Regions from separate parts of the Mus musculus genome. Here all the other regions are linked to region 1. A link is a contact called in public promoter capture Hi-C data. All regions are on one chromosome and are shown on one strand. The core of a region is the stretch at or near the end of the contact, and the rest is flanking DNA. Distances in the headings are between cores, read along the strand shown. Region 1 holds the start of Retsat (retinol saturase (all trans retinol 13,14 reductase)). Region 2 holds the start of Rpia (ribose 5-phosphate isomerase A). Region 3 holds the start of Rnf103 (ring finger protein 103). Region 4 holds the start of Eif2ak3 (eukaryotic translation initiation factor 2 alpha kinase 3).

What was found. Promoter capture Hi-C pulls out the DNA fragments that hold promoters and counts their contacts. Capture Hi-C pulls out chosen DNA fragments and counts their contacts.
Region 2: a promoter capture Hi-C map of liver shows a contact between it and region 1, with 2.4 times the contacts expected there. The contact joins the promoter of Rpia here to the promoter of Retsat in region 1. A contact is called at or near these places in 3 of 39 promoter capture datasets (erythroid cells, neutrophils and pre-B cells), 1 of 484 Hi-C or Micro-C datasets (B cells) and 2 of 9 other capture datasets (adipose tissue and liver).
Region 3: a contact with region 1 is called in a promoter capture Hi-C map of hippocampal neurons, with 4 times the contacts expected there. The contact joins the promoter of Rnf103 here to the promoter of Retsat in region 1. A contact is called at or near these places in 6 of 39 promoter capture datasets (hematopoietic stem and progenitor cells, hippocampal neurons, liver and 2 more), 1 of 484 Hi-C or Micro-C datasets (CD4 T cells) and 1 of 115 datasets of contacts at active chromatin or transcription factors (thymic regulatory T cells).
Region 4: a promoter capture Hi-C map of neutrophils shows a contact between it and region 1, with 5 times the contacts expected there. The contact joins the promoter of Eif2ak3 here to the promoter of Retsat in region 1. A contact is called at or near these places in 2 of 39 promoter capture datasets (neutrophils and pre-B cells) and 1 of 115 datasets of contacts at active chromatin or transcription factors (pancreatic cancer cells).

What each region holds. Positions count from the first base shown.
Region 1 is chr6:72,597,203-72,599,902 of GRCm38.p6, forward strand. It overlaps Retsat (retinol saturase (all trans retinol 13,14 reductase)), which reads left to right and starts at 1,400. Exons shown (of 11, transcript NM_026159.5): 1 at 1,400-1,594. The coding sequence starts at 1,426. It overlaps Elmod3 (ELMO/CED-12 domain containing 3), which reads right to left and starts at 1,211. Exons shown (of 12, transcript NM_001253692.1): 1 at 1,120-1,211.
Region 2 is chr6:70,790,902-70,793,601 of GRCm38.p6, forward strand. Rpia (ribose 5-phosphate isomerase A) reads right to left here and starts at 1,274. Exons shown (of 9, transcript NM_009075.2): 1 at 985-1,274. The coding sequence starts at 1,248.
Region 3 is chr6:71,492,572-71,495,271 of GRCm38.p6, forward strand. Rnf103 (ring finger protein 103) reads left to right here and starts at 1,306. Exons shown (of 4, transcript NM_009543.3): 1 at 1,306-2,317. The coding sequence starts at 2,092.
Region 4 is chr6:70,843,126-70,845,825 of GRCm38.p6, forward strand. Eif2ak3 (eukaryotic translation initiation factor 2 alpha kinase 3) reads left to right here and starts at 1,390. Exons shown (of 17, transcript NM_010121.3): 1 at 1,390-1,896. The coding sequence starts at 1,601.

The DNA of each region.
Region 1 (2,700 bases), core at 150-2,649:
GGATGGTTCTCACACAACTGACAGTCATACTTCACAGACTCAGAGGACTAAGTCAGTGGGGAGGCCCTCCACGGAGCCAGTCCTCCACTAGGGGACTATGATTTACATTCCCCAAGGACTGACTGCCAGTAACAAACAGCTTTTGGGCTCGACGCCTGGCTGCCTGTGATCTAGAGAGGATGGTGGTAACGTCCTCCCTGAAACACCCCAGGAACTAGCTCCCCCCCCCCCTCCCCAGAACCTCAGCATCTACCTCTCTTTTCCTTTCCTTCCATCTCGGCCTAAATGACAGCATAAGATACACACACATCAGATAACCTGGCAGGGTCACAGGTAGGACTGACAAAGTCTCGGGAAGGCTCTCCTGTTACTGTGGGGAAAACGAACCAAGTAGCATAGAAGCATGACCTGCTTTACATACCGGACTGGAGCACCGCTGGGGCCTAAAACAAGGACAAAACACTCAAAGTTACGAAGTCATTCCTCCTGATAGTGGGTACCTGAGGAAATGGGCCTCCTATACAAACAAATCCCTCTTAAGTCAAGTACGTATTTCAGACCTACTTTCCTCAAAGGGCAACATTAAGATGGTAGGATATCTAGACTGTCTGCTGGAGCTTAAACTCTCTGAAAAGCTGATTTAGAAGCTGGTGCGTCCTTAAATGCAAATAAACACACAGGATGATCCTTGACTTAGTCTTTCTTGAGGCTTGTCCTAGGTGGCTTGCACTTTGAGAGCCTGATAGAGTAGTTACGATTAGGGGAATCCACCTAGGGATAACGTCGGTGTGAGGCTGCCAGTCCTGGGCTGACACAGGTTTAGGAGAGCTCCTGTGCAGGTCTCAACAAGGTCTCAACTCAGATACCCAGACAGAGGCTGTGTGGGCACAGAAACTTTGTCACTGCTTGGAAGAGGAGAGGGGAGGAAAGCAATGAACTGCCTCCGAGGTTCCAGCGAATCCAACACGGAAAAGGCACCAGAACCCAGGTCTTCTCTGCCTCCCAGACAGGATCTCTCTCAGACCTGCAACTTTCATCCTTGTTGTGGTCCCGCGGTGACCATTTCCACCAGACATCGTCCTCCTCACCCTCACCTCCCTCACCAGACCCCTTGCTCACCGGACGCGTCCCCAGCGTTCCGGTAAGGGGGGGATCCCACATCCCCCTTTTCGCGCAGCCGTGCAGTGTCGCCTGTCTCGCGCTAGAACTACATTTCCCATTAGGCAATTGAACTCCTGCTCTGCAAAGATCATACGGAGGTCCATAATGGACAATCTTCATCAGTTTTGAGCAGGCGTGAGTCAAAATGCTTCGGCTCCTCCAAGTCTGGTATTACTCCAAGGACGAACTAGAGGGGCGGGGCCTCAGCTATAAAAGCCGAGCTCAGCGGGGAAAGGACGCGGTCTTCCGAGCCCTGGCAGCAACATGTGGATCACTGCTCTGCTGCTGGCCGTGCTGCTGCTGGTGATCCTCCACAGGGTCTACGTGGGCCTTTACGCTGCAAGTTCCCCGAACCCCTTCGCCGAGGATGTCAAGCGACCGCCTGAACCCCTGGTGACCGACAAGGAGGCTAGGAAGAAAGTTCTCAAACAAGGTCAACTGATGGGTTTCAGGCCTGCTCTCGGGCCTTCTGCTCATGTCTCCCCATTAGTAAAGTGCTGGGAAAACTTCTCTTGCACACAGAGGTTCCATAATTTAGTGTTCTTTGCTTCTGAAAGGGTGCAGGCATTACCCTTGGCACGCCAAATTCCAGCCCCGCCAGTTGGAATCTTTTCAGCTCACGGCTTACACAGAATAAGAGACCTTTCCCCTACTTGGGTCTGGAGCCAACTTTTCCCTATACTTCTGTGCATGCTCGGGGGCACAGGGAAGCAGCACTGAAAGTTTTCCTAACAAGCGGGTTGCAGGCAAAATGTAGTCCAGTTCATAGAACTGAAGCTTGATAATAACTTCGGAATTTCAGTACTGGCTAGGGATAAGAACTCCACTCTCCAGTGAACCATCTCTAAAGCACGTGTAGAGTGCTCCCAAGGTTTGTGTTTTTGAGACTGGTCTCACTTTTGTACTGGAGTTGGCTTTGAACTCTCTTCGCAGCCCAGGCTCAAACCCGGAGCAGCCCTCTTCTTCTGTCCCCAGCATGATGAGATAGATTACAAGCATGCACCAGCATGTCTGCCTTTCAACGTTTTACGGAAGTGTTGGAGCTGGGCATAGTGGTGCAACAATTTAATTCCAGTTTGGACTACACAATGAGACCCTGTCTAAATGCACACATCAAACCCCAAAACAACCAAAACCCCCAAATGCAAAACTTTCAAAAAACAAACAAGGATCACCTCTTTGACCTCCAGGAGCCTCTGACTTGTAAATTTTAGCCAAGCCTAGGCTAGCCTTAACTGCACTATTTTTTGGGGACTGACTTTGAACTCCTGATCCTTGTGCCTCTACTTCCTAAGAGGCACCACACCCAGTTATTTTATTATTGTTATTGTTTGTGGATTGGGGGAGAGGCAGGTCTCATACTTGTAGCCCAGGCTAGCTTATAACTTGCTATACAGGACAAGTGTGTCTCAAATTCACAGTGATTCTCCAACCACCATCAGCAAGAGATTACAAATGGTGGGATTACAGATGTGAGCCACCATGGCTTGGATGGAGATTTTTTTTTTATTTTATTTTTTTTAGTTTTTAGTTGTTTGA
Region 2 (2,700 bases), core at 24-2,523, 1.8 Mb before region 1:
CAAGTATAAAATCCTATGCTAACTAGATGAGCAAAAAGCTACCCTAGAACAGAAGGGCATAAGAGCCCTGCCTGAAACAAAAATGGTGTTCTTCTATAGAACAGGCAAGCCTGAGGTTATCAGACCCGGCCCCGCCCACTCAGGCCACCCTCACCCTAGGCAGGAAGATAAAGCTCTAAGAACAGTGTCTTTGCAAAGTAACTTTGGGCAGCATAGCTTTAACAAGTGAAAAGAATTCCCTTTAACGAAGATACGGATTCTGATAACGCGATCTAAGAAATAGAAAACAAGACCAGGAAACTTCACCACAGGGCAACAGAAGTAATACAATTAAGATAATTAACCTGCTACATACGGGATAGCAAACCCACCTACACTAAGAGTCCACTCAGAGCACCACACCAGCCACTTAACAAATGTGGACACAGCCTTACTAACTTCAAAACATCTGGACCCCTCCTAAAAAGCAGCACCTCCAGATGTCTGGCCACCCGGCCCTGTCAACAGTAACCTGATGGCTTCTTTGTAAAGACAGCACTCTAGCTCCTCAGCGGGAGGAGCTGAAAAGCCTGTTTGGAGTAAAATTTCAAAACACTTTGCAAAACAGCCCTCCGCTGGCTTCGCGGTAAGTGAGAAGTGAAGAACAGCAGCCTCGGGGCTCACCATTTTCAATGGGCTGATTAGGAGGCACGCATTAACAGCCTGACAAGACTCTAAAACAGAGCACAGCCAGGCTCTACTGTGCACCCAGTTCCAGCCGGACAGGGAATCTTTGTAGAAAAGGCTCCAGTTGGGGGAAGAGTTGACACCCACCCATTCGGGGTCTAGAAGGCCTTTCAAGGGTTGGGAAGAACAGCGCGAATTCGGGTACAAGGCTCATCCTCTCCCCTCTCTCGCAACCCTCGCCCTTTCAGGAGTCAGGCGCACCCTGGCAGTGCCCTGGGCGCGCAGCACGAAGCCATCACGCCGTCACCAGCTGCCCACCTTCACGTGGTTCTCCACCGCCGTGTGGCTCGCCAGCTTCTTAGCCTCCTCGGCCTTGGACATCGTGGAGGGGGCCGGGCCGCCCGCGCTCGAGCCTCCCTTGTCGCCGCGGGTCTCCGAATGTGCACGCCCCGGCAACTGCACGTGGGAACCCGAGAGGCCCCAGTTGTTCCCGCCCCCGCCCGAGGCCGCGCCCCCGGCCCGCCCGGGCAGTGGGGCCAGGACCCGCCCGTAGAGGGTGCTGAAGGGCCCGGGGCGCTGCATCCCGCCGCCTCGCTCCAGCCTCTCCGGCCGCCCCACCCCCAACTCCTCCGGAAACCCGCTCGCTTGCGCAACCTGCCCCGCGCGTATTACTAAATGCGTGTTGCTGGGAAATGTAGTCCTACGGCGACAGTGGTTCCTAGGCCCTTCTGCATTCGGGACTACAAGTCCCACAATACGATCGACCCTAGTGTGCAAATCGCCCGCCTTGACTCCAGACTTTCTGTCCGGAAGGTCCGGGTAACTGCTGTCTAGGAAGCTAATAACTCCCTACCTTGGGGTCAAGTGTTTACACCTTTAGGTGAACTCCAAGAACCTTTCCGGCTGTACGCGTATTCTAGAAAAAGAGAGAGACACTATTAAAAACCTGACCTTGTTTGCCCAGCAAATGAGAACGTTGCTGTGTTGTAAGCGAATCCTCAGGCAAGTGGTTCTACCAACACAACGGCCTTTTTTTAAAAAAAATCTTTTAATTACATTGTATTATTTAGGTTGTGCTTGTGGAGGCCAAAGAACAACTTGCAGAAGTCCGTTATCTGACCGTCTTGGTAGTGTCAGTCAGTACTTTACCGGCAGAGCCATCTTCTTACAGTGCTCTAGAGTCACTCATTGATGACACACTTGGGACTCCCAGGTCTTCTGATGTCTGTGCTAGACCTTCACAAACCCAAGGTTACAAGTTCAATCAGTAACTCCCGCCTTGGACATTGTTCTGCTCTTGGTATTGGATGCAGGGTGTCTAAATGGAGCCCGGTCACGAGCGCACAGGCCAGTGTACCTTATCGGGCTTCCCCTTTTCTGCCTTTAGTTTGCTGCAAGTTCTTGGTCTCATTCAGCAGTCCCAGTGGCCTGAACTCACTGTAGAGTTCAGTCCAGGCTGGCCTGGAACTTGGAGCATTTTTCCTGATATGGGATTACATCACCAAATAGGTCTGGAAGTCCTTTTTGTTGTTTTGTTTGTGTGTTTTGAGACAGGATCTCTCTTTGCAACCATGGCTGTCCAGGAACTCTGTAGACCAAGATGCCCTTGAACTCACCGAGATCAGCCTGACTTTCCTTCCCCAGAGCAGAGGTTAACGGTGTGTGCCTGCAAAAGGCATGTGCCAGCAACCCCCAAGAGCTAGAATGTTCCAGGAACCCTTAGGAACAATAAAGACCGGTCACAATGCTTTTTTGCAACTTTTATAACCTGAGTTTTATCTTTATCAGACTGTAATCCTGCCCAAGGCACTCAGAAACCACTCGATAGTCTCCTTTACCAAAAAAAAAAAAAAAAAGAAGAAGAAAATTCTTCAGCCACCATTACAAATGTAACTTCAGGACCCACCATAATCAGGTGTGCCGCTATTGATTGGACACTTACATGAGACTCCCTCTTGAGGAGACCACATCCATACAAGGGTAGTATCGTAGAATTATTATTGTTGCTGTGATGAAACACCATGACTAAAAGCA
Region 3 (2,700 bases), core at 56-2,555, 1.1 Mb before region 1:
TAAAAATTTCACCCCTGGTTTAGGGTTGTTCATGCTTTTCCTTGCTGGCTAACATTTCACCTGGAATTCCTACTTGTTTTCCTGATCAAGAAGACTCACACACACGCACACATGCACACACACGCGCGTACACACACACACACACACACACACACACACACAGAAACAGAGAGAGAGAGACAGAGTGGGGGAGAAAGACAGAGAGAGGGAGAAAGACAGAGAGAGAGAGAGAGAGAGAGAGAGAGAGAGAGAGAGAGAGAGAACATGACCCTGCTAGAGTTAAATAAACACGGAACCAGGTACCATACGCTTGCCTGTCAAACTCATTTTATATGAGTTCTTCTGGCTGGCTAAAACACACAGACCTTTGCACCTGGACCTAACCACACCTAACAACTTTTGTCCTGACAACTCAGACCTTCATTGTCTACTTTTTAACCCTCTAGGAGACTAGCCACAACTGGATCACATACTAAAATTCTTTTTGGCCATACCTCCTCCAACACACATGTGAAAATCGCATTCTAAAGCAAAGGTAGAAAAACATCTGTTTTCAGAGTTTCACCTCAAGCACCTCAAGCCAGCTGTGCCACCCCTCCCCCCCACCCCACCCCGAACAAAAAACTAAACAAAAGAAAAACCCAAAAGCATCCGCGGTTGACAGGGACTGGACTTAAAACACAGATTCTGATTTTTACAGATCTTGATGATTTGGGTGGGTGTGGTGGTGCACGGTTTTTTTTTTTTTTTTTTTTTTTTTTTTGGGTTTTCGAGACAGGGTTTCTCTGTGTAGCCCTGGCTGTCCTGGAACTCACTCTGTAGACCAAGCTGGCCTCGAACTCAGAAATCCGCCTGCCTCTGCCTCCCGAGTGCTGGGATTAAAGGCGTGCGCCACCACGCCCGGCGGTGCACGGTTTTAATCCCAGCACTTCCATGCCTGGCAGGCAATCTCTGAATTCTGAGGCCCGCTTGGTGTTCAGAGCGGTTCCAGGCGGGCCAGGACTATTTAATAAGGCAGTGTCTCAAAACAAAACAAAAACCACAAACAAAAACGAACATCTTTTAGCAGCCTTTATTTTTCACGCTCAGCACAAAGGTGCACAGTGTCGCAGGGTCCAATGTCCAATCCTGGGACTGAAATCAGTGACTAAACATCAGCGCATCAGAGGGCTGGGACCGCGAGAGCACAGTAACTCGGAAGGTTTACCCAGCCCAGCCTCCCGCAGCCCCTCTCTCCCCTTGCACCCCGCGGCTTCTAACCCCGCCCCTGCCGAGACCCCGCCCCGATGCCGACGTCAGTTGTTATGTCTTGACTGGGGCCGCGGCTACAGCGGGTCCAGTGCTCTGGGGGCGACGGCCGCGGCCTGCAGAGGCGGCAGGGACGGTGGCCGCGGTTGGCGCGGCGCGTCCGCACGGGGCTGGGCACCGCGCGGCTACGCAGCTGACAGGAAGCCGCCCGGGAGAGCCGCGTTGGGGCCTAGCGTTATTTGCTTTTTCCTCTTTTTTTCCTCCCTTCACGACTGTCGTCTCGCGCTCCTCCTCAGCGGGAGCCGCCGCGACGCCCCCTCGCGGGCCGCGGGGCCTGATAGGCGCCGCCCGCGGGAACCTGGAGCTGCCGCCAGGCCTGGGCGGCCGCCGGGGCCTGAAGCCTGGGCGTTCGGCGCGGCGCTGCGGCGGTCACTCCAACCCGCGCTGGGCGCGCCGGGCCCCGGGCCTGGCCCAGCCGAGTACCGCGCCCTCTGGACCACTCAGTCCGGCCCCAACCGCCCTCCGCTGGCCCGCAGTCCCTCGGAGCTGCCTCCCGGTCACCCCAGGTGGGCTCTTGCCCTCTTCCAGCCGTCCGCAGCTCGATGGGTGGGGTGCGTTTGAACGTCCCCCCTTCTCCCTTTCTCAGCTCCTGACCGCAAGGCCAGAGCCGGGGCTCTCAGTCGCACGCACGCCGCGATCCACCTGCCTCCCCGCGGGGATGGCCCGCCGGTGACCGCCGCGCGCCCTCGCTGCCCTCGCCCAGGCTGCGCTCTGTCGCCCCGCACTCGATCCCCTTCCCTTGTCCACGGCGTCCCGGCTCCTGGCGACGCCAAGAGGGCGAAGATGTGGCTGAAGCTGTTTTTCTTGCTCCTGTATTTCCTGGTCCTGTTCGTCCTGGCCAGGTTTTTTGAGGCCATTGTGTGGTACGAGACTGGCATCTTTGCTACTCAGCTGGTGGATCCGGTGGCATTGAGCTTCAAGAAGCTGAAGACCATTCTGGAGTGTCGAGGGCTGGGCTACTCCGGGCTGCCGGAGAAGAAAGATGTTCGGGAGCTGGTGGAGAAGTCAGGCAAGTGCTGGGCTCCTGGAGGTCGCCTCCACTGTCCTGGCTCTTACCCACTCCCCAGAATTAGGCGGTCCCCAGAATGGTTAAACAGACTGCTCCAGAGAGCTGCCCAGGTCATCTTTGTCTACGTTTTCTAAATAAATATGTAAATCTCGGTTTGGAAAAGACAACTGTTAGGTGTATTGGTGTGTTCCAAAGGCTCTTTGGAAATGACAGTTTGAAAGTGTAGCTTTAAAAAAAAATCATTAAATTGAATCATTTGTCCCAGAATTCAGGAACGTCAGTTGAAATTGATTATAGAGAAAGGAAAAATTACAAAACATAGTCTGTAAATAGCAGCATCTGCATCCACAATAAAAACAAGCTACCAGGAGGGTAAAACATCA
Region 4 (2,700 bases), core at 140-2,639, 1.8 Mb before region 1:
AGAATTAATATACAGGGCAAGAACTTCCGGTCCTTGGCTTTCATCCTAAGCAACACAGGGTAAGTTGAAGGTCATATCCTGCCCTGTAGGGAAGCAGGAAAACAAGGGACAAAATGTCTCATAGAGGAAAGGCTGAGTTCCACAGTGGAGGACACTTAGGAGGAAAAACGGGACTCCTCTTCGAATTTATTAAAACCATGTGAGTGAATCAGAGCAATCTGGGTGGAGCTGAGGAATACTAATGCCTGTGCAGTGTGTGTGAGATGAGAGAGGACAGGAAGACAAGGCGCTTTAGAGATTTGTTGTACAGAAGAGAGAAGGAATGTGGTGAGAACTAAAGGGAGAAATGGGTTTATAGGGATTGGGGCTGAGTGGAAATTAAGTGTGCTTCATGCAGATGGAGACCAGCGTACACAAACTGCCAACATCATTAAAAATCTTCCCAGTGTTTGGTTGGTGTTCTGAGTACACTGCTGAAGGATGCAACTTCTTACTCTTCCACACACCAGCTCTGAAATCTTCAGGGTATTCGCAACTACTTTAAGAGAATTTTAAACGCTTTGGTCAAACATTTGAACCTTCCCCACTTTGGTCGTTGTCGTTCTATTTCTCCTGAGGGCAGTGTAAAGCATGCCAAACCAACCGGGAGACTTAATAAATTTTTGTGACTGTGTGACCTTGTGCAGATTACTTCAAGTGCGCCAGGCCTGGGATCCTCCTTTATAAACAGGTTAAGAGGCGTTCCGGGCGCTCTGGGTTATCTGTTCTACAGATCACTGTCATCTCTATCAAAGCTGTAATTGTAATTCTTAATACCTTCCTAGCCACAAATTGGGCAACTCCTGAACTTCTAAGGACACATGACCTGTGCAGTCACTTTCCCCCAACTCTCATCCCTTCTTTCCAAATAAATTCGGCTTGGGAATAGCAAAAGCATCTATCCCTTTAAGATCAGCCACCTCCCGGCCACCCGGGACTCCTTTCCACTCTTCTTCCTTTCACAGGGGACGGTCCTCTTCACACTCAGAATCGGCCACGTACTAAGTGCCGCTTCCAACCAATCAAGAAGCAGTTAGCTCAGGCCTTTGAGGAGCATCCACTTTCACCAATAATCTCCAAGCTTTTCCCAGCGCCTCACTTTGAGGGGCGAGGCCAATCAGGGAATGGACCAATCCGTTCCAGAAGTGGCATTAGGGAACTGAAATGATTCACCAATCGCCTAAGAAGACTCTGGGGAGGGGCATTTCTCATTGGCCGTCGTTCCCGGAAAAGGGCCGGACTGCCACAGGGAAAACTACAATTTGATTGGTAGGTATAATGTTGACAACAAGGAACGCGTCTGCCTGGCTCGGAGTGGCAAGGCGCGCAACCAATCGCAGAGCAGACGCACGGAACCCTCGCTCAATGGGCGATGTCTGCACAAGGCTGTCACTCAGGTGGCAGTGGCTGAGACGTGGCCGGGCAGCTCTGCTGCTGCGGCGCGAAGTCGAGAGGCGGCGGGGTCCGTGGCGCGCGCTCGCAGTGCTCCGAGGCTCCGAGCGGCGAGACGGGCGGGCGCCGACGGCAGGGTCTCCATGCCCGCGCGTGGGGCGGGCCGCTGATGGAGCGCGCCACCCGGCCCGGGCCGCGCGCGCTGCTGCTGCTTCTGTTCCTGCTGCTGGGCTGCGCGGCGGGGATCTCGGCGGTCGCGCCCGCCCGCAGTTTGCTTGCTCCCGCGTCGGAGACAGTGTTTGGCTTAGGGGCAGCGGCCGCCCCGACTTCGGCCGCGCGGGTGCCTGCGGTGGCAACGGCCGAAGTGACCGTGGAGGACGCCGAGGCATTGCCGGCTGCCGCTGGCGAACCGGAGTCACGCGCGACGGAGCCCGATGACGACGTGGAACTGCGGCCTCGCGGCAGGTGAGAGGTTGGGAACTAGGGTCGGGGCACCTCTCGCAGGGATGCGAGTGACTGCGGACAAAGCAGAGAGCCGCGACACCTTCCTGTCCCACTCTGAGCGCCTGCCTGGTCCTGGCTGTGGGAGGGCAACAGCATCTTTAAAGGAGGATGAGGGATGCCTGGAGAATGCAACACCCGGCTTAGGGAAGAAAGTCACTTCCCCGCTTTCATTGTTTTCGGGCTTTAACCATATGCACTTTACACTCCCATTCCCAAATACTTGACTCGTTCTGTCCTGATTCTGTTGCGACAGGTAAAACGACTTTCAAAAGAGATGCCTACATTTATCCTTCAAATACAAGTCTGTTGTGGCTCCTGGTCGAGGGTTTTGATTTTCTGTTTCTCTAATTGAGATATGCGGGAACACCTGCATCAGAATTACCAGGGGGATGCTGGTTAAATGGACAGTTTTCTAGGCTCCGCCCCGGTTTTACTAAACCAGACCTTTTCTGGGTAAGAACAAGCACTCTCAAGAGCTCCGAACACACTTAGAGGTTAAAGTTTAAGGAGTGTGCTTGGGTTCTTTTATCCTAGCAGCTTTTTGATATTTAAAGGGGGTTAGCATAGTTTATTTCAGTTGGATTTCTTAGCCTTATAAACATACAAATTCAAGAGACAAGTTTTAAAGCAATTTTCAAAGTCTGCACAGAATGTAAAATACTTTAATAAAGTATTTTTCAGATAGCATGTGTGGAGAAAGTGGCACTATTTAATAGAAAGAATGCTAAAAGAGCATTAGGTAAATTAAGAGCTGCATCTAAATTA